Regions from separate parts of the Mus musculus genome. Here all the other regions are linked to region 2. The links are chromatin contacts, called in public promoter capture Hi-C maps. All regions are on one chromosome and are shown on one strand. Each heading gives the region's core, a stretch centred on a gene start, on an enhancer-like site or on the middle of the called end of the contact. The rest is flanking DNA. Distances are from core to core; before and after follow the strand shown. Region 1 overlaps Ano2 (anoctamin 2). Region 2 holds the start of Kcna5 (potassium voltage-gated channel, shaker-related subfamily, member 5). Region 3 overlaps Vwf (Von Willebrand factor).

Region 1 (2,758 bases), core at 257-2,756, 680 kb after region 2:
TGCTTACTTCGTACCCAGGAAAAAAATCTTTAAATAAAGATGGAAACATAAGGAACACTGATGGCGAGATATAGCACTGAAGCGTAGAGCGTGGAGATGGGAAGAACAAACTCCACAAACTGGCCTGCATGAGGTATTCACAAAGAGGCATGTGTGCTGCTACAGTTTAGATCTGAAGTATTTCCGCGTGGTTCAGGCACTGAAGTCTTCATCTCCAGCCCATAGTAATATTGGGGGGCTTTAGGAGTTGAGGCCTAGAGGGTGGTCTTTGGGACACTGGGGGTAGTGTACTCTCAAATGAGATTGTAGGGCCTCTGTCTCCTTATTTTCTCATTATCTTAGGATTTGGTTATTATAATAGAAAGTAAATACTTGAATGTAACTCAAAAAAAAATCATACTACATGGAAAGGCACCTTTGTTCCGAAACACAGTGCTTAAAATGAAGGAAGATAATATGATCGTTGGACACAGTTGGCTGATCGATCGGTTATTGGGAGCTAAACTGACTCTATTCACCCTACTAGGAAGACCATACTAAGAAGTCTTTGCAATGGTAATCTAAACCTTTCTCTTTTGCTCATCATCTGGAGAGTGAAATCTACTTAGGTAAATCAGCCAGGTGTTTAACTCAAAAGGCAAACATAACAAATTTCTGTTTTTAAAGGCTGTACTTTTGATCAGATTTACAGTAGTAGGCATGGATTTCCTCCCATGGAACAGACCCCAAAAGCGATCATAAAGTAGTTGGTTCTCTCATAGTAGTCATGGCACTCTTGTATCAGTGCCTATCAGTACAGCATTCGGGCTCCAGCACTGCGTAAGATCACTGATCCATCTCCTTTCCAGGAAGCTTGAGTGGCACTTTCTGGCAGAACGAAAGCCAGCCAGTCAGCAGAGAGGACAGCTCCCTGTGGGCTAGAGCTTGATTTCTCTGTGTTCTGAAGCCATCATGTTTGGTGTCTTCAACAACAGTGTTTGTTACATAATTCTAGCAGGTAACCTACTGTCGTTATTTTGCTAAATGATCTTTTCAAGCAGCCTACTAGTTACATTTATACTCACAGACCTAGGCTATTCTCAACCTTGGTTAGAGACCTTTCTTTGTGCAGTGGGTAGCAATCAATGCTAAGCAGTCAGTGCCAAGATTCATAATTGATAAAAGTGTTAAAGAATCAATGACCCTTGAGTGCACATCCCTAATAGGACATTGTTATCAGCTCTTCACCTCCACCAAAGTTCATGGACTATCACTGAAGAAGATGCAGAAAGAAAGAGTCTGAGGATGGGGAGGACGTCTATAAACTACTGTCTTCTGGATGTACCATGTCCACTGCACTGATGAACTCATTGGAACCGTGGTTACCTACACAAGACCTGCACAAGATCAAGTCATCTAAAATTCCTGCATGGATGTGGGGGGGAGGGAGCCATAAGGCCGTGCTCATAACTGAGGAGCTATTTGAAGTTAATAGTTGCTGGGAGAAGGAGAATCATTCTTCATTGGGGTGTGCCTACAGATAAATTGGCCATACGCCAATGGATGGCAGACACCACACCCACTCACGTATGTTCAGTACTAGTTGGGCTTTGTATTTTTTTTTTTTTAAAGAAGAGGAGGATATTTCATTGGAATAAAAATGTGTCATTGGTATCTGGGTGTGTTAAGAAGGAAAATGGGGGCAGATATGATTACATTCATTTGACATTAAATTCTCAAAACTAAATTAAAAACAAAGTAAAATAAATGAACTATTTTATTATTTAAAAAGTGGGGCAGTTTGTCTACTTTCATGGTGAAATATGATAGTAAATTTGAATCTTTGTTTTATAGACATCGTTCTCCAAACGAAAGATGACATACTCTGGTATTTAAAAATATATGTTAGAATATCGTGGGTTCTTTCTTATATAATTTAATGTGAGAACATAAACATCATGTGCCACATTTGCTTAAAAAGGAATGCATTTGTCTTTATGAAGGGAGTTTTATATAAGATTGTCACTGAATTTAATCGTGTAATATCCAAATACATAACATTTCTACTTAAAGTCACATCCTCATAATATTCACACAATGTCCAAGGAGTCAGCCTCACTTTGGAAATGAAGTCCATGGGGATCCAGGGGACCCTTGTCCATATTCTTTGTGTCACAGAGCCTCACATCCACAGGCTGCACCAAGTGGCTCTCTGGGCTCTTTGACCTTTAGCTTGGCCAAGGAATTAGACAGTGAGGCCTTAATCATTTCCAGCTCTCTAGCTAAAAAGGAGCCAGTGTAACAGCTCCAACTGGGGGGTCATTTTAATCACCTGAGCATAGCTTCCTTTGGATTGTATATGCCTCCCTCTTCGTGCCCCTGAAGAAGCAGGGGTGCTAACTAACCATCTCCCTGTTTGCTGCTCTTTAGAGCACACTTTCCATCCCCTATTGGTTTTTACTGTCCTCAACTATCCTTATGTCAGGACCCCAATAGCACACAGTTCAAGTATCAAACATAAAATGTTATGAATGGAGTTGAAAGTTAGATCTCCTATAATTCTGTTCTTTTATAGAGTAAAGGAGCGTAGGTAAGGGATATTACAAGAGTTGTCAAAAATCACCACCAACAAGGCAGATCAACAAGGCAATGCCACAAACAGAAACCTAATCTTATGAGATAATAATAATAATAATATAATAATAATAATATATTAGCACCATCATTGCACCAGCAACAGCAATAGCAGCACCAGTTACAAAAAAATTGGGGGACAGAT
Region 2 (2,700 bases), core at 62-2,561:
AAAATCCTCCCCTTGGCTTTTGGAGACCACAACAGCCTCAGAGACTAAAGACAAGGGCAGAGTGTAGAGAGGGACCCTGGCATCCCAGCCTAGAACCCAATCTTTATCTTACTCATTCTTCTGCCTCCTGCAATGGAAGAAGGGCCTCAGGCCAGATGTGGGGAGGGGAGAAAGAAGCGAGCTCCCTAAACCCAGCAACTTGGGTTTGAATTGCAGCGTTGATACTTTCTAGTTCTGTGGCCTCCATATACAATGTAGTCAAGTTCTGTGGCCTCCATATACAATGTAGTCAATCTATCTGTGCCTGAGTTTCTTTGTATGTTGAAGGTAGTCCTAGTACTTACAAAGTAAGCTGATGCAAAAACACACAAGTCCAGAATGATCTGGACATACTAGCAATAAATAAGTCCCTCTGCCTCCTCTTTACACAGGTTTCTATGCAGTCGCTAGCTTAGAGCTTTCCCGTGCACAATTATTCTCCACCAGGATTTATTCTCTTTTCTCACTGTGCATTTTACAAAAAGAGGATTAGGTGAGGAGGCTGGAGGGATGGCGAAGAATGCAGAGGCAGGAGACCAGACAGCTTCTCTCTCAGTTGAGACTCCTCCTGGCTCCATACTAGCAGATCAAATCACCAATGTCTGGATGATGAAAAGCAGGCTTAAGGGGGTGCTGTGAGGTCTCAGTCTCATACCTTCCAATGGATCTGTAGATAGACTGGAAGAGTTCCAGAGTACACACACACACACACACACACACACACACACACACACACACACACAGCTCGCTGCTCCCCTGCAGTGTCATTTTTCCCAAAGAGAGAGGCTGTTAATCTATAAAGCATTGGTTTTGCAACCTGTGGTTCACAATCCTTTTGGCAAACCTCTATTTCCAATAATATTTACATTACACTTCAGTAACAAATTCCATTTATGTTATGATAACAATAGTAAAATCACAGTTATGAAGTAGCAACAAAAATAAATTTACCGTTGTGGGGTTCACCACAACATGAGGAACAGTGTTAAAGGTTGCAGCAGCATTAGCAAGGTTGAGAAGCACTGCTCTAAAAGAAAAACACCCAGAGCACTCTCTTCTCCACTCACTGGAACTCAGCTACAAGCCTTCCCCTTGCATCTAAAGCAGTTCCCACCCCCTGGAGTCCCCTTTCCGCTTTCTGTGCATTCCCAGGTGATCTGAGATCCTGAAGCTATTCTCATCCTGTTGCCCTGGGAGTTTTCAGCGCTCCTGGTACAACCTGTTCCTCGCTCCTCAGGCTCTTTTCCTCCTCCCCTTCCTGTCCTTGCTGCTGGGGCCCCAGCTGAACCCTCCAGAGAGACACTCTCTGACTCCGTCCCCAGAGGAGAAACAGGAGGGGGAGGAGGAGAGGAGGGAGCCACAGAGGGCGGAGGCCGGGGAGCTCAGCCAGAGAGGGGCTGCTGGAGGTTGCATCTGCTGGAAGGAGGTTTTTCTGCTGCCTGGTAACCAGCTGCCAGAACACTGAGAGGGAGAGAGAGAGGCAGGGAGCAGGGGCAGCAGCTTCTTGACGTCAGGACCAGCCAAGGGGATCCAGCCAGCTACCCCAGCCAGCCTAGAGCCAGCGGGGGCCCTCGGCTGAAGAGGAAACCGCGAGGCGCGGAGCGTGAGTTGGGGTGTGGGAACCGGTTGTCTGGGGGCGCAGCATGCCCCTTGCCCCCGGGCCATGGAGATCTCCCTGGTGCCCATGGAGAACGGCAGTGCCATGACCCTCAGAGGAGGAGGGGAGGCAGGGGCAAGCTGTGTGCAGAGCCCCAGGGGAGAGTGTGGGTGCCCTCCGACGGCTGGACTCAATAATCAGTCCAAAGAAACATCACCGAGGAGGCGCGCCACACACGAGGATGCGGGCCAGGGTGGGAGGCCTTTGCCCCCTATGCCTCAGGAGCTGCCACAGCCTAGAAGGCCATCTGCTGAGGATGAGGAGGGAGAAGGCGACCCTGGCCTGGGCACAGTGGAGGAGGACCAGGCTCCTCAGGACTCAGGATCACTCCATCACCAGCGGGTCCTCATAAACATCTCGGGTTTGCGCTTTGAGACGCAGCTGGGCACCCTGGCGCAGTTTCCCAACACCCTCCTGGGGGACCCAGTCAAACGCCTGCGCTACTTCGATCCCTTGAGAAATGAGTACTTCTTCGACCGCAACCGGCCTAGCTTCGATGGCATTTTGTACTACTACCAGTCTGGGGGCCGCCTGCGCAGGCCGGTCAATGTCTCCCTGGATGTGTTTGCAGATGAGATCCGCTTTTACCAGCTGGGGGACGAGGCCATGGAGCGCTTCCGGGAGGATGAAGGCTTCATCAAGGAAGAGGAGAAGCCCCTGCCCCGCAATGAGTTCCAGCGCCAGGTGTGGCTTATCTTCGAATACCCAGAAAGCTCTGGGTCAGCAAGAGCCATTGCCATCGTGTCGGTCTTGGTCATTCTCATCTCTATCATCACCTTCTGCTTGGAGACTCTGCCTGAGTTCAGGGATGAACGGGAGCTGTTACGCCACCCCCCAGTGCCGCCGCAGCCCCCAGCCCCTGCCCCAGGGGCAAATGGCAGTGGCTCTGGTGTCCTTTCCTCTGGCCCCACAGTGGCTCCGCTCCTGCCTAGGACACTGGCTGACCCATTCTTCATCGTGGAGACCACATGTGTGATCTGGTTCACTTTTGAGCTGCTTGTGCG
Region 3 (2,744 bases), core at 23-2,522, 930 kb after region 2:
TGGCAGGCCTCGAACTTGGAGGACGTCAGGAGCGCACAAGCCTCCTCTGCAAACCTGGCTGTTGAAGAGAAAGGAGAGCCTGTGCAGAACAAGACGTGGCCCTGCCCGTTCCTCTGGGGCCAGCCTCAGGGACTCTAACATCCATACCTCACCCCACCCTCTTCCCCACAAACAAAGCCAGTTCCCTTTTCTGTTGCTACCAAAATTAATCTATCTGGCTCTGGCTTCTGGTGCCAATGTACAGTTCTGCGTTTGGCTCAGTAACGGGTAAATGTGCGTTCCCCAAAGACCCACTGACCGGAGACGGTGGTTAGAGTAGCAGAAGCTAGCAAGAGCAGAGATGTCGCAGCACCGTGTCCACACAGGGTCACTGCAGCGCATCTATCATACAAGTCAACTTTAAGCTCCCACACCCACCGCTGCTCTAGACTGGGTCTTTTCCGGGCCAGAAACGACCCAATATTCTATTCTTTCTTGGGATTTCACCCATGGATGGAGGGTGTTCAATAAACAAACTTTGAAAAGGAAATGAGCCAAATGTGGATCTCAACGGCCAGTGGTCAAAATAAAGGCTGGGCCAATGGCTCCGCCTTTGCCTTCCCTCTCTCTGTGTCCCGTGGAATGCCTGCCTGGACCACGGGAGACCCCGGGGTCTGCGGCTCACATACTCAAGCGTGGATTCAGGCTGCAGGGGTCGCTGTGTTGCCTGCGCAGGTCCGAACAGTCCCCTTGAAGCTTCCAGGCGTTTCCGAAGTCTACCACCAGGGGCTCCACCAAGCCGGCCGGCGTGAGGAAGTCGTCTCCCTTGTTGCCGTTGTAATTCCCACACAAGCCACAGGTCTTCCCAGAATAGACTGGGGACAGCTGCCGGAAGAAGCCGGGCCTTGGAGCAGCTGTCCCCCAGTGCCACAATGGTTCCACTTAGTTAATGAGATCATTTGCACCAAAAAATTTCCCCAGGTGAAAAATTAATGTCAGGACGACTAAGTCCCGGGCTGCGAACTGGAGGACCACTGCAAGCTATGCAGCTAGGTGTCGTGCAGCTGGCTGTCGCTCCTCAAAGAAAAGTCAGCCAGAAGGATTCTAGGAATTAGGGGGAGAGAGAGAAGAAGAAGGAGGGGGGGAGGGGGAGGGGAGGAGGAGGGACACAGGGAAAGAGAAGAGAAGGAGGAGGGAGATAGGGAAAGAGAGAAAGAGGGAGAAAGGGGGAGGGAGAGAGGGAGGAAGAAGAGGGGGAGGGAGGGAGAGATTGCCTAAGATCCCATCGAGGGTGACACGGCTGGAAAGAGCAAGCAACTTGAATCCCCCAGACCTTCGTGCTCCCTATGTCTGTGACTAAAGTGACTATCAACAGACATGGGCTAAGCAACAGTGAGAGAACATGCAAACTGTTCGTTGGACAGATATTAGTTACAAACAGACAAGGCAGACTGAGGACGGTGTAGTCCAAGCCCCCAGGAGCTTGTGTCTGGTGTCCAGGAGCAACACCTGTCTTCTAATCTCCTGCTGAGGACACCAGGAAGGAAGCAGGGCTCAGATTCTATCCCCTTCTCTCAAGGAAGCAGGGCTCAGATTCTAGCCCCGTCTCTCACTCGCTGATCAGACCTCAGCAGTGAGCCATGATGAGTTTGACCCCAAAGTGCACACTCAGGGCCAAGCAGTGGTGTGGAGGCAGCTTTTTCCCAGGACAGCTGGGGCGCCACTGAATTCCATGGTGCAGATTTGAAGAACTGGTAGGGACCAGACCCCAAGAGTCCAATGATAGCTCTGTGGGTAATCAGTGAAACCAGGTGGTCCCCGCACACCCCCCATCCTGATGATCCAAAGTCTCACAGGTCAGGCCTGAGTCCCCGTAGTCATCTTGGAAGCCCCTTCTAGCTCCCAGCTGTGACTTAACAAGGTGCATGTGGAAGGTTCCAGACCCACAGACATACATGCAACTAAGAAAGGTGGGCAAATGGCCTTCCTTGTTTGTTTTACAAATGCCAAGTCACACACACACACACACACACACACACACACACACACACACACACACAAGGCAATCAAGGTCTTTTCCCTGACTTTCCAGCTTAAAACTAAAGCACACTGCTGTGACCTCGGATGCTGTTTCTCAAAGCCATGAGGGTCTTTCAAGGTCCTTCCAGACTGAATATTTCCATAATTCCATGATCTCGTTCTTGTCTGTCCCTTCTCATTGCCTTACAAGCACACAGTGGAATTTTCCAGAGGCCCTGTGATCTGAAATGCTGTAGCAGATTGATTGCAGAAAGAGATATGAGAATCCAGCTGTCTTCTATTAAATGAATCGTTAAGGAGATCTGCAGCCATGTGCGGCCATGGTATTTTTCTTGCTGCTTACTTACTGTTGTCTCCTGATCCCCGTCTAACTTATTTTTCAAGGGAAAAGTACTTACAAATGTCTGTTAGGAAACAAGGTTTAGTATTATGTTATAAATGAGTTAAGTGCTTTAATGCCTCCGCGTTAACATTTTTTCTGTCTGGGGTTTTGCTTTTCTGTTTGTGTCAGGATCATACTATTGAGCTCAGGTCGGCTGAAACTCACCATGTAGCCCAGGCTGGCCTCCAGCCCCTGTCACCTTCCTCCTCATCTCTGGGATATGTCTCTATGCTCAGCTTTGATTTAGCCATTAGCCTGGCAAGTATCAGTAGCTATAATCTCACTAAAGATCTCAGGGACTCGCCTCAGCCATTTTTAAGAATCTAACAACATCCTGACACCC

Evidence for each region. Promoter capture Hi-C pulls out the DNA fragments that hold promoters and counts their contacts.
Region 1: a promoter capture Hi-C map of hippocampal neurons shows a contact between it and region 2, with 3 times the contacts expected there. The contact joins the enhancer-like site here to the promoter of Kcna5 in region 2. A contact is called at or near these places in 9 of 39 promoter capture datasets (the 3T3-L1 cell line, embryonic stem cells, hippocampal neurons and 5 more), 1 of 115 datasets of contacts at active chromatin or transcription factors (embryonic stem cells) and 2 of 9 other capture datasets (embryonic stem cells and liver).
Region 3: a contact with region 2 is called in a promoter capture Hi-C map of stem cell-derived epiblast-like cells, with 3 times the contacts expected there. The contact joins the enhancer-like site here to the promoter of Kcna5 in region 2. A contact is called at or near these places in 9 of 39 promoter capture datasets (the 3T3-L1 cell line, the C10 cell line, cranial neural crest and 6 more), 4 of 484 Hi-C or Micro-C datasets (B cells, cerebellar granule neurons, cerebellum and 1 more), 2 of 115 datasets of contacts at active chromatin or transcription factors (astrocytes and embryonic stem cells) and 1 of 9 other capture datasets (embryonic stem cells).

The regions. Positions count from the first base shown.
Region 1 is chr6:125,850,164-125,852,921 of GRCm38.p6, reverse strand. All of the region lies in intron 10 of Ano2 (anoctamin 2), which reads right to left. Among named protein-coding and RNA genes, the nearest start is that of Gm24947, 33 kb to the left of the region's middle. Within about 2 kb of position 1,506, at least 1 of the 459 cell types and tissues checked has an H3K27ac peak or open chromatin away from gene starts, as enhancers often do. A contact at or near this core is called in hippocampal neurons, where this site is marked.
Region 2 is chr6:126,534,166-126,536,865 of GRCm38.p6, reverse strand. Kcna5 (potassium voltage-gated channel, shaker-related subfamily, member 5) reads left to right here and starts at 1,311. Exons shown (of 1, transcript NM_145983.2): 1 at 1,311-2,700. The coding sequence starts at 1,703.
Region 3 is chr6:125,601,444-125,604,187 of GRCm38.p6, reverse strand. It overlaps Vwf (Von Willebrand factor), which reads right to left. Exons shown (of 52, transcript NM_011708.4): 14 at 669-864; 15 at 1-58. Among named protein-coding and RNA genes, the nearest start is that of Vwf, 50 kb to the right of the region's middle. Within about 2 kb of position 1,272, at least 161 of the 459 cell types and tissues checked have an H3K27ac peak or open chromatin away from gene starts, as enhancers often do. A contact at or near this core is called in cerebral cortex, where this site is marked.